Regions from separate parts of the Cyprinus carpio genome. Here region 2 is linked to region 1. A link is a contact called in public Hi-C data. All regions are on one chromosome and are shown on one strand. Each heading gives the region's core, a stretch centred on a gene start, on an enhancer-like site or on the middle of the called end of the contact. The rest is flanking DNA. Distances are from core to core; before and after follow the strand shown.

Region 1 (2,892 bases), core at 118-2,617:
TCTTTAAAATATCTTCTTTTTGACTTCCATTGCATTGCAAGAAACAGTTTTTAAAAACATATTTTGTGTTTAAAAGAAGAAAGAGAGTCATACAGATGAGTAAACAGTGACTGAATGTTATTTTTTTGCGTCAATAATCCCATTCAAGGTGAGTTTTAATTGAGCAAATAGCTTAATTTATTCATTTGAGCACAACCACATTCGAAAATGGACCTGAACTCTGAAGTCAATATAGTGTTATTAGCTGTAATTCAACTATCTACAAACTAGATCATTATTTAAATGCTCACATGACGGCCCCGCTTCCAATTATGATGGAAGGCAGTTTGCACTCTGACAAAGCTCCTTAGTATAGGCATGTTTACTGTGCTGTGCCTTTGAGGGGGGTATTTCTGGCACAGGAGCTTGGTACATCGATTCTGCGCTTTGATGTGTGCTGAAAGATATTTGGGCCAGCACCAGTGCAGAGCGTCCCTCCTTCACAGACCAGAGTTTCAGCTTGTGCGTCACTTTAAATACCCACAAATGTTGTCTTGAGGAAGGTATGAGGAAAGTAGACACTCGATAATGATGCTGATGTGTCTCCTCTCAAGTCAGATAAAGTTTGTAATAGTGACTCAAGTATAGTGACAGATATACATATATATATATATATATATATATATATATATATATATATATATATATATATATATATATATATATATATATAATATATATATATATATATATATATATAATACATATATATATATATATATATATATATATATATATATATATATATGAGCCTTCTGGGTCGCAGTGGCTGGCGCAGTGTGATGCATTGAATCCGTGCCATTGGAGCCAATTTTAGTTCTGTTCTTTTTTTCTGCAACTCGGGTTTTTGATCCAAACCAGATGTGGTTGAGCTTCAGCTGAGGTTATCGGGTGGAAAACAACCGCTGTTGGCTGAATTCGCCCTTTCCTTTCTGATCTCAGAGCTGTTTTCATGTTTCCATGCAAAAGGAGTTTGGTAACAAGACGGCCACAATTGAGGTAAAACACTACCATCAAAAGTTTGGACAAGCTTGACTGAACTTTTAAATTTTTTAATATATATATTTATTTATTACATTTGCAGGAATGCACCATGGGATAGTACATTTTTTCTCAAGCTAGATTGCCAAATGCCTTCAGATTGTTCTTTCTCTGTGTCCTCAGTAAACCTATCGAGCAATGAAGCGCATGCAGATGAAAAAAAAAAAAGCTGTTGTGCAACCGTGACTGCATACATTTTGAAACTGTCTTTCCAGTGGTTTAGTTTTCAGGACGAGTGCCAAACTTAAAAGGAAAGAGAGAGAGAAGAAAAATCTGTAGTATATAAGCAAAGAGAGAGCGAAATACACTGAGAAATGTGCATTTAAAGAATACGACAGTGAGAACAATGAGACGAGTCTTCGGATGGTCCTCTGTGTATTCCAGGCAGCATGAGAAACCCTGTTGCATGTTGGGACCTGCAAGAGGAAAACAGTCATGATGTCATGTGATTGGCCCGAAACAGTTGTACACTAGAGGAGAGAAGAAAGAATGAGAGATTTCAGATGTTCCCTCTGTAGTGATGTCTTCAGTTTAAAAAAAAAATTCCTTTGCCAACCTCAGTGACCACAGTAAATGTTGGGAGGTCCACATGATCAGAACTCCAATCACTGGGTCAGATGTAATTCAGGAAGAATGTTGAAGCTCTGTTTCCCGCAATAGTGCTTTCCAAACAAATAATCATGGACAATAGACCAATAGAACAAAGCAACCATCTTGTAATTGCAAACATCGTGGAGCTGAAAACAATTAAAAGGTTTCGGTAGGAAGTTACGGTTAGTTGGTCTGTTAGTACTGCTAGTGTAGCTATGTTGTGCGGCTGGGATTTAAAAGATTATTTGACCATCACGACAGACACACAAAGACCTCTGTGACCTTGCTTTTTTTTTTTGCCTCAATGTGTTTTTCATTTTGTTAAACTATTTAAATCAGGACTCAAGAATATATTTAATTGCACTGAAGATGTTATAATTGGCCTAATGGCAAAATTGAATAATGTTTGCTTTGTTTTAGACAAAAAATAAAAATGTATATTTATGTTCAAGAAAAATTTACAGATGTTATTATTATTAATATTTGTTTTATTTTGTCTTGCATTTCACAAAAAATATATATATTTTGCTGATTTTTTTACTTTAATTTAAATAATTTAATTTAAATAATTAGTTTTGAGAGTTTTTTAGGGCAAATTTACACATTTATTTATTTATTGTACATTTGTTTTGTACATAAATATCAATGTTTTTCAAAAAATATTCTACTATATATGTTATTATTGTATTTGAATAGCTTTTATATGGGGTTTTAATTTGCAATAATATGTGTGAATTTTATAGATATGATGTTACTTCTTACAGCACATTTGACAGGCAAATTAAAACCGAACCATTCCAAATAAATGATTTTATAGATTTATATTGAAAATATACATTTAAACGTATTTTGTAATGTGGCAAAGAGAAAACATAAATGTATTTACAAGATAATAGTAATATAGAGAAATTTAATTGACATTAGCATAAATTCTGCATGATTAAAGGCACAATATGTAATTTTTCGCTGCTAGAGGACATATTCAAAACAAACAAAGAAGTTTGATGGCACCGTGACTTGAGTGTGGATTCTTAGGAGTTGTGGTCTTCATCCCCACAGTCGATGCAATCTGACAGGACTCGGGCAGAAATCATGTTCATAGTTGAGCTAATGATTTATTAACGTAGTAGAATGAAGCAGGGTGAGGCTGAAAGCCGTCGAAGCGAAACGAGGACGCTGAACAGCGCGACACATGGCTCGGAGCATTTATTATGTCACAGT
Region 2 (2,892 bases), core at 178-2,677, 240 kb before region 1:
TCGTTTATGTAAACAGATGCATATGATAAATAATGCGATCATCAGTAATAGACAGCATATAAAGGAAAACTGCATAATGTTACAGAGTAAAATGATGATCCAGGACATGGTATATGGTTGTGCAAGCTTTGGAGGTGTTGATGGAAGCGATTTACTGGATTTATGCTTTGATAATCATACTGAATGTTATCCAGATGTAGTTTTTGATAAAAATGTGATTTTCTCACCTTCTTGCTCAAAATTATACATTTTTATGAAACCTACCTATATTCAAGTGTTGATAAAAAAAGAATGCTTTAAGCTAGAATAAAACTGAAAACTTTTTTTTTCTTAAGTAGAGGCTTTGATCTTTACTTTGGTGTATTGCATATTCAAATATTCATACAGCAAAATAAAACTTATTACGACGTATTTTTTGCACTAAACTGTGTATAAAAGTCAGCTTTCACACTTCAGGGATGTTTTGGAAATTATCTGTGAATTAATGATTATAAATTTGAAATTAGGAGATTCTTGAGATCCTGTGTCTTGCATTTGTTTCATGCAAGGACATTTTCGGTTTCTCACCATTTTCTAAAGCAATTTGCATGTCTTCCGTTTTACAGTATATCTTCCTAAGAGTCAGTGTTGAAATTCTGTTTTGCCACAGTGCAGATAAAAATTGATTTTTGTATTGCTTTTTGTGTGAAATGGCAAATTTAACTTTGTACAGTCAAGTGTTTTGACAGCAACAGAGGGATTGTAAAAGAAGGACACTTAATGAAAACTTGGATCTAAAGGCTCAGGCTGTCAGAAAGTGTGAATATCTGTATTATGAGTCCAGGGTTTTGAAGAATATAACCTTACTTAGATGATTTTGGAGATGGTAATGAAAGCAGATCGGTTTTAAATGGTCATTGCTGTTAAATTGTCATGCTTAAAAGTTTTTTAAAAGTTAAAATACTACCTCCTGTCCAGTTGCATGTGCCAAGACAAGCTATCCAGAGGTAGCAACCCATTTTACTTATGCAATCTCATTTTTTTTCTTGGAAGGTTATTCAATTAGAAAAAAAGAAGAAGAAGAATTTAATCCATTAGGAGTTGGCTGGATAATAAAAAGTAGGTGTTACCTACCAGAATAGATGCAGATGGTTACAGATGGGGATGTTAGCCAAAAAAAAAAAAAAAAAACAACAACAACGTTGTTTCTTTTGTTTAAACCCTACATTTTGTTTCCTTTTTCATGCAAATCAAGACCAGAAATGCATTTGAAAAGTAAATGGGGTTATTTTGATTTCATGTTACTTGCAGAAACAATATCAAGGCCCTAACATCTGCATGCTGACTTCACCAGTTCCTCCACAGCCAACTTCCTCCAAACACATGTGTTTATGGGTGTGGGTCTTTCTCTCTGGAGCCCCTCTTCATATCTGCTCCAGGGAGCAACTGCAGCTTGTTTGAATTCAAAGGGTGGGGCTACACATTCAGTTAGCAAACATGAGAAAACATTTCGAATGTGAAAAACGCTAGAGTGACTGAGCCATCCAGATAGACAGACATGACCCTGTAGCCACACGTCAAACTCAAGATAACTACCACAGAGTACCAGTCAGTGGACGTCATCTGGCCAAACCAAGCGAGACAACCTGCTGCCGCTGGCTTGGTAAGTTTCAGCTCTGTCATTCACTCACTTTATTGGGTTTTTGCTGTCGTGAGACCCTTGCGTAGCTTCGTGAGGACACGCTGCCCTTTCGCTGGGACAGAAGGTGAGGACATTAGATCCATGCTCCAAGGCAGCACCTGCATTGTAACTAATAGCCGGTCTCATTCTGTCAGAGGCGACGCTTTTGAATATGACAAATAAGACTCATCACAGGCGCCTGGTCCTCTGTGTCATTTCTGGCTTTTCCTGGGAAAATTTTGAAATAATCCACAATACCTTAATTAGCTGCCTAGCACACGCATTTCTTCTCAATGTGACTTTATGCTAATGTTAAGAAGTTTACTGAAGCTGAAGTTAACTTGCTGTTCGCTGCCTACGTAGGCAGATGATTCATAAGTGACTGATTTGGAACGCTCTACATGCAGCAAACCTGCCACTCATTCCAACAGAGTTTGGCATTAGCATGCTGCTAAGCGAACAACTTGATATTCTTAGCTTAAAAATTACACAGCATTTTTAAATATAAGTCCATTAAATTAGAAATTGGGTTTTAATTATTAATTATTTTTTAAATTAAAATTAGACCAGAGGTTTTAATGATAAGAATTTTTGTCTTTTTTTTTAATTGGCTTGTTACAAAACAAGCACAAAACGTACACACTTCTGCACACTAAAACTGAGTAAAACGGTTAATTTTTAAAATGATTTATTGATTATTTTCACACATTAGAAGCATGTAATTAGCATTTCTCTCGACTCATCCGCCAATGTGGATTTATTGCAACAAATTCTCACAGTTGATTTCAGTAGAGTTTGATTTTAGGTTGTTGCTGAGCTAACAAGCAAAAATGTGCATAAATAGTAGACCTTGACTTTTATTGCTATTTTAATTTTTTTTTCTTCTTCTTTTTTTTCTGATTAAATTAGTGAATTTCTAGTGGAGTTCCTTGTTTTTTTTTGTTTTTTTTTTTAACATAACTTGTCACAATAGAAGCAGAATAAGGACATTGCACACAAATATAGAGTTTTTCTTATATATATAAACTAGATTTGTAATGAATATTTTACAGTACTGAACAAATTAAAATGTTTTGTCACAACTTGTTGCAATAGAAGCACAAGATGTACATTATATTGTAAAAGTTTATTGTAAAAAAATTACAATTGATATGTGTAAAAGCAGTATTTCTCTCGCAATCTCACAATTTATCTCAACATCCTTTATCTTTAAACATAGATGCTATATTGTT

The links. Hi-C and Micro-C count contacts between places; a contact is called where the count stands out from the background.
Region 2: a contact with region 1 is called in a Hi-C map of red blood cells, with 5 times the contacts expected there. The contact joins the promoter of LOC109082837 here to the enhancer-like site in region 1. A contact is called at or near these places in 2 of 8 Hi-C or Micro-C datasets (liver and red blood cells).

Annotation. Positions count from the first base shown.
Region 1 is chrB22:20,006,281-20,009,172 of ASM1834038v1, reverse strand. The region is part of intron 2 of ahr2 (aryl hydrocarbon receptor 2); the gene reads left to right. The region is part of intron 1 of LOC109082837 (glutamic acid-rich protein-like); the gene reads left to right. Among protein-coding and RNA genes, the nearest start is that of LOC109046910, 31 kb to the left of the region's middle. Within about 2 kb of position 1,367, at least 1 of the 8 cell types and tissues checked has an H3K27ac peak or open chromatin away from gene starts, as enhancers often do.
Region 2 is chrB22:20,245,585-20,248,476 of ASM1834038v1, reverse strand. LOC109082837 (glutamic acid-rich protein-like) reads left to right here and starts at 1,427. Exons shown (of 5, transcript XM_042748616.1): 1 at 1,427-1,642.